Linked DNA regions of Gossypium hirsutum: region 2 is linked to region 1. Evidence: chromatin contacts called from public Hi-C data. All regions are on one chromosome and are shown on one strand. Each heading gives the region's core, a stretch centred on a gene start, on an enhancer-like site or on the middle of the called end of the contact. The rest is flanking DNA. Distances are from core to core; before and after follow the strand shown.

Region 1 (4,951 bases), core at 656-3,155:
ACATTTTTTTTGGGTATATAGAGAAATAGACTAATTTTAGAGAAAGAAATAGAAAACGCATCTTATAGGGCGTATTTTTTGATTTTTTAATATATTAGCTTTTTTGGTTAGATGTTTAAATGTTAGTAATTTTGTCTTTTAAGTCTCGAGTTCAATTCCTCTCTTACCTACATTTTTTTTATGTTGTTTTGAGCTTTACTTTTATTTTTAATTATTATTTTTAACATGTTAGCTTTATTTGTTAGATGATTAAATAATAGTAATTTTATCCTTGAGTTCTAGGGTCGATTCCTCTTCTAAGCTCATTTCTTCTAAGCTCATTTGTATTTTCTATTTCATATTGTTTCAATTTTTTAAAATTAATATTTTTAATTAATAAATATATATTTTTTAAGTTCTTTATATTTTAAATTCATTTTTAATTAATAACGCTTTTATTTATAAATTAAAAAATCATTTTCAATTATATAATAATATATATTATGAAATTGATATTTAACATTATATTAAATATATTTTATTTTTTTAAAAATCAACTAATTTTTTTTATATATTTTTATTTTTATTTTTATATAATATTTATATGTCAAATATTTATTTTCTCCACCTATATTGTGGGTAGGGTGAATTCTAATATTATAAAATCAAATAATTATTTCAAATATCATTATTATTTTTATAAGTAAAATATTTCAAATTTCAGTGCTTTTTCATTTATATTGTGGATATGATATTTCAAATATTTTTATATGTTCAATTAATTATTTCAAATACACATACAAAAATATATAATACTAAAATTTACTACACATGATATGAATTGAAAAATAAATATTACATATAAAAATTATATTTACTAAAAATAATGATTTTCGGCCATAATTATTTGATTTTATAAATAAAATAGTTATTAATTAAAAAGATGAATTAAAAATAAAAAAAATTGAAAACAATATATTTATTAATTAAAAAAATTAATTAAAAATAATTTTAAAAAAAAAAGCTTAAAACAACATGAAATAAAAAATACAATTATACTTAGTAGAGGAATCAAATCAAAGACTCAATGATAAAATGACTATTATATAATCATCTAACCAAAGAAGCTAATGTCTTAAAAATAGTAATTAAAAATAAAAGTAAAGATTGAAATAACATGAAATAAAAATACAAATATAAGTAAGAAAGAAATTAAAGACAAAATCACTAACATTTAACAATCTAACAAAAAGAACCACAAAATACATCCTATGAGACGAGTTTTCAACAGGAAAGACTTCATGCAGTATACATTTTTTGTTTCTCTCTACAAAATTAATCTATTTTTTTTTTTCAAATTTAGCCGTTGTCTTTATTAATTTGATGTTTTCTAGGCGGAGAAGTCAACAAAATATTACTGATCATAAATAAATACATGTGAAAGTCATTAAACAGAATTCCTGTCTTTTCTTTTTGGTTCATTAAACCAAAATTCGTCTGCACCTTGGTCAAATAATTTGAATGGGAATTAACTTTGGCACGTTTTCAATTCCTCTATAATTAAATGTTACATAAATAATGTGTAACATTATATATAAGAAATTAATTTAATTTTTAAAAATGTAACATCACATTACACATGATATACATAAATAATTATTTTTATTTAATATAAAAATATAATTGAATGTGAACTCAAGTTTGAGTTGATATTAATTTTATTAAAAACCCAAAAATGTAATAATTATATTGGGTAGAACAGTTGTTTTCAAAAGTGAGGAGGAATGCATAAATTCAAAAAAGGGCAAGAGTTGTTCAAATTCGCTTTTCTTTTGAGGAAGAAAATAAGGCTACTATTGGGATGGTGGGGGCATGTCTGAGCGGCAGCAATGTGAATTTAGGCAGAGTTTACAACTATTTTTGTTTAGGTACATAATAATGGAGGGCAGCTATGAGGACGACTCATAAAAGATTTGGTCCAATTTAGTAGTCACCTATGGGCTTCTAATGCCTAATTTCTTATCTATAATGGGCCAAATGAGAAATAAGGAAAGTGTGGCAGCTACAAATAACGATTCTGAATTTATATCCAATTTTCTAACATCCCAAAGAGATTCTCTTTTAAAAATTCACACCTACTAATTTCAAAGATAAAACAATCCTAAGATCATAGAATTTCTTCTTTCAGATAAACTTTTATAGTCTGATTTTTAGTGATTTTGTTAATTTAGTTGCTCTAATTAGGATAGTTGTTCAAATTGGTCATTGTTGTTAAAAATTCTATCCACTAACAGATTATTGATGATATTTTTTACTTTTGACTAAAGCTAGGGACCTCCCTATAATTAATCTAAAATATATATATTTTTATTTGCAACATAAATATTTCAATTATGACATCACCAACTTTTAAATCCTCTTTAAAAATAATAATCCGAACAACAATAATAAATCATGATCATGATCCAACTCTCTTCAATCAACCCACCTGTCTAACATAACACCACCTCCCTGTAGAATGGCTACCCATGAGATGAATATAAGCATTTCGCAGTTTGGGTAAAATTTTGAGGGTGACCGCATGGGGAGGTGAGAAGAACTTTATTTCAATAATTGTATATTTGGTGAACAATCATTGAGTCAAAGTGTTATGTCCTGAATTTACAGTAATGGTTAGGATTTTCTCACTAAATTTTAAAACTAGGGAAAGTGGTGAAAGGCCTAACACCTTAGCTAAGGTTAAAGTAGCTGAGGAATTGCATTTTTGGAGAACTTGATCAATGAATTCTTACTTAGATTGTATGCTTATTTGTTTATGTGTTTTTAGTTAGCACTTAAATTAAATTGATAGTAATAGGGAGATTTAATTGAATGGAATTTTAATTAGTGAACTTGTTTAAAAATAAGAATCATTGCCTTGGTTAATAATAAATATTAAGTCAAGTGTTATGATTTTAATGATCTTATTATTGACCTTATTTATGATGTTTAGTCATGGAAGCAAGATAAGTTTCAAAGTAAGTGAATTGTTAGACATTATTTATTTTAAATTGTCATTGTATTGGTTTCATTGAATAGTGTGAAAATAAAATGAATAAATTAAATTTAGTAAATATATTGTAAGCTAAGAAGAATGATTGATAAATTAATGAAAGTCATTTTAAATATTTGTAGACTAATCTCGTTAGATATAGTTGGCATGTTATAATGATTGTGTTTGCAAGGCTGCTTTATGCGCTTGAGAGTTACTATTGAGCGCTTTGCACTTAGAAATTTAGTTGCTTATCATTCGCACCTTGGACACACTAAAGTTACTATTATTGTTATCATTTGCGCTTTGCGTATATTAGTGTGTAAACTGGAACTGTATATCTAACCTTGACTTCCACTAGAATTTACACATGTCGAGAACCATCGAATTACCAGGTAAATATAAAATTGTGAATAGAAATTATAAGTTTATATGATTGTTGAAATATAAATCGAATCAAATGCTATGTGCATGACAGATTTAAAATGTTATTGCTTATATAAATATGTTATGCTCTGCAAGCTAAAATGAAGATTTGAGTCATGGTAAAGTTTTTAAGTGAAAAACCTACTAATGACTAATTGAAAATGCATTTTGAATCCAACTCCAAACTAATCAAAACTCTAAATTATTTAATTTGTATAAAGCATCAGAGTAATGAGCTAACATTGTTTCTAATTGTACTGAGTTATAGCTGACTAGATTGATTAGAGAATAAGATTATGCTACTAAATTGCACATTGTGCATATTGAAATTTTTTTTTTCCTTTCTTTTTTTAGTTTCAAAGTTGGTTCATAAAAAATCAACAATGACTCTTGTTTTATGGTTCGTTCGGAATAAATCATAAAAAGTTCATCTATTTAAGTTATGTTGGCTGTTTTTATAAAAATAATCCAAAATTGTTTTATTAATTAAGAAATGATCCGTTTTTTTTATTTTGTACGTAAATGACTTGAAATGAATAGTGAAAGTTGGTAGAGCCAAAGGAATTGGCGCCACCCACTTGCCACGTCATCCAATCATTAGTTGCTAGAATTAAAAAATTAATTTTTTTAGTGGAGCCAATTTATTTGGCGTGACATGTATAAATACCACTCCAATATCATTATTTCTGAATAATTTGGGGGCCAGAAAATAACTAATAGTGGTGGAGCCAAATAGATTGACACCACCACCTTTATTATGTCAGAATTTGTTTTAAAGTGATTTTTATTTTAATTTTAAAATTAAAATTAAAATTATTATTTTATTTGGTAGAGTCATAAAAATGACGTGACCACCATGCTTTCATTAATTATTGAGTTTTTTTTTAATTGTTTGTTAATAAAAAATAATTTTTTTTTATTTTGGTGGAGCCATTTTCTTTGGCGTGACCACTTTGATGGTGCCATTGAGAATGGCGTGACAATCATAAAAATGATTTTTTTTTGTAGAGACATTCTATTTGACTTGACCACATTAGTGGTGCTACATAGGTAGATTTTTCTTGACACTTTATAACAGTTGAACCGAAAAAGAAGAAAAGAGAGAAATTATTGTGTTTAGTAAGAAACCTTAGAAATTGTGGTGAAGATGAATAACTCAGTATTTTTGGTGTACGCTCTTTTTTATGGAGAAATTGTAGAAGGTGATGTTGGTTGTATATTTCAATGTCAACAAAGAGTAGGGTTGTGATTCAATAAATCTGTGAAGTTGGAAGAATGAAAAGAAAGATTAGTGCGAAAATAGCTATCCGTTGTGGAAGGGCAATGTCCAGATTATTTTACAAGTTTCCAATCTCTATCCGTGGAAATTTATGAAGATGCAACTGTTAGATGATGATGCCTTGGGCACTACGATAGAAATACGGTTGTCGACTGGGAATGAGAACCCCTAACTAGTTGAGTTATTTTTCTAGTTAGCCGATTTAGAGCCCATTGAGAATGTCAGTCCAATAAGTC
Region 2 (4,809 bases), core at 1,175-3,674, 230 kb after region 1:
TGTCTCGGGTTGCAAAGTTGTTTTCGGGACAACAACTGCCACTGGTTTGTCATCTTCTGGATTGATAAGAAGGAAAAGCTTATATTCATCGTCAAATTTGTTCTGTATATTCATTTAGAAGAAATTAAATAAAGAATCAGCCATTAACCTCCACAATAGTACAATGGAACAAGCAGAGTAAACATACCTGCATCCTAGTAGATATCTTTTCATAACTTCTAGCAGCTTGTCCCCGAAGATTTCCTTTGAACAATACTCCACCCTATCAAATATCACGCAAAAAAAGAACATAAATAAGAAACAAAAATAAAATTGCTAACAGTTTTCTGCTATCTTATTCTCAAGGACAATATAACACCTATTGAAGGAGAAGTTCAATCTATAACCACGTAAATATTATTATCTCCATGGATATGTTATGAATTCAAGTTGCAGAGGCAATTTTAGTTGATTTCAGCCCCTTAAGAATCTTCTGATACATGTTTGAAAGAAAAGGAAAAAAAGGATCAAGGAAGCCTAGAACTATCAAAATAACTAACACACCTCATAAGGTTCCTGGCTCGTTACAAAGAACGTATCAAATGCAAATACTTGATCCTTAAGAATGTCAATGATTTCCTTTGGAATCCTCATTGATTCATCCAGTTGTTGTGGCTGTTCAGGAAACAAGGGAAGATGTAAAAGAAGCAGGAAAAGAAGATCTCTCTTGTAAATTCCAGCCTAGGAAGTGATACAGCATCATGATCACCTTCACACTTGGCAGAGGCGATCCACTAGTAACTTCAATAGCGTCATCCTCCTGTATCAAACACAATCCTGATGTGATAAAGGTTGAGCAAGCTATGATTAATGTTTTGCAGATTACAAAATGGCAGCTGAATGTGAATTCATGTACTAAAATACTTCAAATTGTAGGTATGGCAGGAGCTTGCTTGGACTCAAGGTCAGTGTCGGATGCGTATGCCCAAATTTCTAAGTTTTCCATATATTTGAGGAGGTTCATACTCCCATACCAATATTCGAACATAATGCTAGTTATAGCTATAGCTAAACTACCATCTAGCTTTCAATTGGACAAAAACATTTCTATCAAAATAGAGAAACGGGATTAAAAATCACCAAAAGTTACGAATTTAAGGAGATGAACATGAAATCTAACAAAGTGGCCTGCAAAAAGCACAGTAGCACGATCTTGCATTGAGAACAAACCTGGCAACTTTGGACATGATGGATTATACAGACATGAGCAAGAAGAACACGAAAAAAAATTACACAAATGCAAGAACATTCAGATTTTATATAATATGAAATATTAGCATATTAAAATTTATATAAATATATACTACCTTAAAACACGAGACAAATACCATCTCTAATTGAGAACCAAGTAATGTAGGGGCTTGCCTATTGCCCTATTCTGTCACTATAAGGATACTACTACAGAATAGAAATTTAGTACCTGCACAGCACCTTGAGCTGTAGTTTCTGCATCATTATTGTTTATTTGTTGAACATTTATGGGCTGCAAATCAATCTGGGAATCTTTTTCCTCTACAGAATCAGTTGTTGCCGGCTTTTCTCCACTTTCATGCTTATCTTCCTCCTACAGACATTCAACATCGAACATCAAAGAACATTTCCCTTTTCATCTAAAAATAAACCATCTTGAGCTAACTGCTGGATCCAAAATTGCAAAAATACCACATGTTGAGTGCATTCACAAAGTAGCTCATAACTTCTTGATAGATTCATTAATGAAAAATGCAATAATTCCAAATTTGTATCAACATAGAAAAGAAAATAAAAAAAAGGAATTTTTTTTAGAAGTCCGAACTAATTGAGTAATAAAATAATTACCACATCATTATTACTATCTGGTCCAGTTTCTGTTTCAGTCACTCTACAAAACATCTCTCTTTTCCTGAAAAATCTATAAGAGGAATAAAGAATTAGTTCATAAGCTTTCTTCTTTAGCAGAATATTTTTAAAAAAATAATGAGAAAAAAAACTACCTAGGGACGCGAGAAAAATTCAAGCTCCTTAAACGACACCGTTGCGACTTAGCAAAGCTCGAAGACGACAACAATGGCTGAAACCGAAGATCGCAGCAAGAGCTACATTGAGATAAGACACCAAAGTTCCCGCGGAAACTTGCTGCTAAATTCATTTTTTTATTTTTTCTAAAAGAAATGAAATCCAAATTCCTCAAAAGACGTAAATTTAATTCAATTGAAGATCAAATTCCATTGGAAAAAAAATTCAATACTTTATGAAAATTTTGCTTCGCAGATTTTTAAAAGAGAGATTGGAGTTTTTTTTTTATGTTATTTTGGAGTCTTATCCGTTTTGCTGTTGCTCGTTGCATCGAAGGAGTTACTGCGAGAGAACGATATTTCTGGGAGATCCGATTATTGAAAGGCGAAACCTATTGCACCAGTTGTATTGAGACACGTGTATAGTGAAATTGCGTGTACTATTTTGAGTGGTGCTGTTGTTGAGGAATCTCAATTTTGAGAGGCTACTTAGATATTTGATGAATATCTGAATAGTAGCTTACCTGCTTGGTAATGCTTGAAAACAAAACCTTAGTCACTCTAAATTTCTTTTTAGGATTTTTTACTTAAATAATATAAAATAATTAAATAAATACTTACAAATCTAGATAGAAGCTACAGTAAAAAACCGGTGTCACCTGGTCAATCGACGGTACTAGACTAAAATATAATGACTTAAAATATTTAGGGATCTGATATGCAAAATTACCATTTTGATTGAAAAGCCTTCAGATAGTTTAGGGCACTAAACTTCAAATAGGGTAAATTACTTCATAAACCCTTCTTATTTATTATTTCTTTTTGTTTCCCTTCAACACAAAAAAAAATAGAGAGGCCTCTTACCAATTAGTCCAAAATATTTTTTTACTAAAACGTATTTTTGTAAAAAAGCGAATTTCAGACTGGAAATAAATTTTATTTATTTTTTAAAAACTAAATCTTTTGTTCAAATACTTTTTTGTAAAATTATTTTTCGAAAAATTATTCAAACTAGAAAAAATATTTTGAAAAAAATATTTTTCGATAAATAAATAAAATTTATTTTCAGTTTAAATCGATTTTTTTTTAAAATGCTTTTTAGTAAAAAAAAACTTTGTGAACTAATTGGTAATAGGCCTCTTTATTTTTGGTATGGAAGGGAAATAAAATAAAATAAATAAGAAGGGGTAATTAAGCAATTTACCCTTTTGAAGTTTAGTGCTGCCAAGCTGTCAAGTAGCACCCTTAAAGCTTTTCATCACATTTCAGTCTGATGCTGCCGATTGACCAGGCAGCACCCATAAAAAAATTTAAACCTAATGTGACCGATGGCTGAGGAGAGGGGTGTCGCCAATTGGTCAGGCGGCACTGATTTTTTACTGTAGCTCCTGCTTATATTCGTAAATATTATTATGTTTATCCCATTTCAGTATTTATTTAATTATTTTATATTATTTTGATAAAAAAAACCCCATTTTTTATTATCCAACTATGAATATTACAAAATGATTACTCAATTATAAATATTTTTTTGTCATTCAATTATGAAAAGTTATAAAAGAGTCACCTAACTATTCAATTTTATCTTTTCTGGTCACCAGCGTAGGGATGGCAAAACTCGAATCGTACAATGAATTTCGAATCAATTCATTCTGAATTGAGCAAATTATTTCTTTTGAAAAGTGAATGCGGGGCGAGGCGAGGAGACTTTTTCTTTTGAAAGGTGGGTATAAAGCGATTATGATAATTGCTTGTCCCACCCCGACCTACTCCACTATATAAAATTATCATTTTGTCTTTATATATATAAATTATTAAAAAGGTAAAAATGTAATAACATAATATATAAAAATCCATATATATATTATGTTTAAATATTTTTGAAGAATTATGTTTAAATATTTACTTGACTTTGAAAAGATTGAAAATATTAAAGATAAGTAGCAAAAATTAAATTGAAACAGGGCGGAGTGGGGATGGATGCATCTAACATCCATGGAGGTGGTAATGATTTTCAAAATTGCGCATCCATAATGGAGCGGGGTGAGTGATAAAGCAAAACATGCCAACTGAAGAGCAGTGGTGGATTTAGCAATATTCGCTTTCACCTAGCTCAACGCCATCCCTATATCAATAGGTTAACAGTGGCAGCTTTTAAAATTGACATAATAGCAACTTTAACCTCAACATTTATATATTGTGTCAATTTAGTCTTGATTTTAAAATATCTAACCCTCAACATTTTACGCATTGTGTAATTTGATCTTTTTTGCAATTTTGTTTTTTCTTTGTGACTCTTTCACCTAGAAAGCTTAAAAAACAAATTTATTAGCTAAAGATAAATTTGTTTGAAAATATACAAAAATGGAAATACCCAAAATCCTAGATAGTAATTTTCATCTTTTCTCATTCTTTTAAAATTAACACTCAATGTCACAAAGAAAAACAAAATTGCAAAAAAAATTACAGAACGTGTAAAAGTTTAGGGTTAATTTTTTTTAGAATCGAGACTAAATTGATATAATTTATAAATGATGAGGGTTAAAGTTGCTATTATGTCAATTTTAAAAGTTGTCACCATTAGCTAATTGGTGATTAAAAAGACAAAATTGAATAGTTGAGTGATCATTTTGTAACTTTTCATAATTAGATAACCAACAAATTTTACTAATAATCAAGTGATCATTTTATAACATTTCATAGTTGACTAACAAAAAAATATTAATAGTTGGCTATCTACTAGTGGAGATAGGATTGTATGAAATAGGGATATTAT

Evidence for each region. Hi-C and Micro-C count contacts between places; a contact is called where the count stands out from the background.
Region 2: a contact with region 1 is called in a Hi-C map of leaf, with 1.9 times the contacts expected there. The contact joins the promoter of LOC107956289 here to the enhancer-like site in region 1. A contact is called at or near these places in 2 of 34 Hi-C or Micro-C datasets (both in leaf).

The regions. Positions count from the first base shown.
Region 1 is chrD04:12,889,881-12,894,831 of Gossypium_hirsutum_v2.1, forward strand. No RefSeq gene overlaps it. Among protein-coding and RNA genes, the nearest start is that of LOC107955162, 13 kb to the right of the region's middle. Within about 2 kb of position 1,906, at least 3 of the 9 cell types and tissues checked have an H3K27ac peak or open chromatin away from gene starts, as enhancers often do. A contact at or near this core is called in leaf, where this site is marked.
Region 2 is chrD04:13,121,460-13,126,268 of Gossypium_hirsutum_v2.1, forward strand. LOC107956289 (probable zinc metalloprotease EGY2, chloroplastic) reads right to left here and starts at 2,425. Exons shown (of 12, transcript XM_041092006.1): 1 at 2,013-2,425; 2 at 1,858-1,930; 3 at 1,460-1,603; 4 at 749-799; 5 at 544-654; 6 at 188-262; 7 at 1-102. The coding sequence starts at 2,167.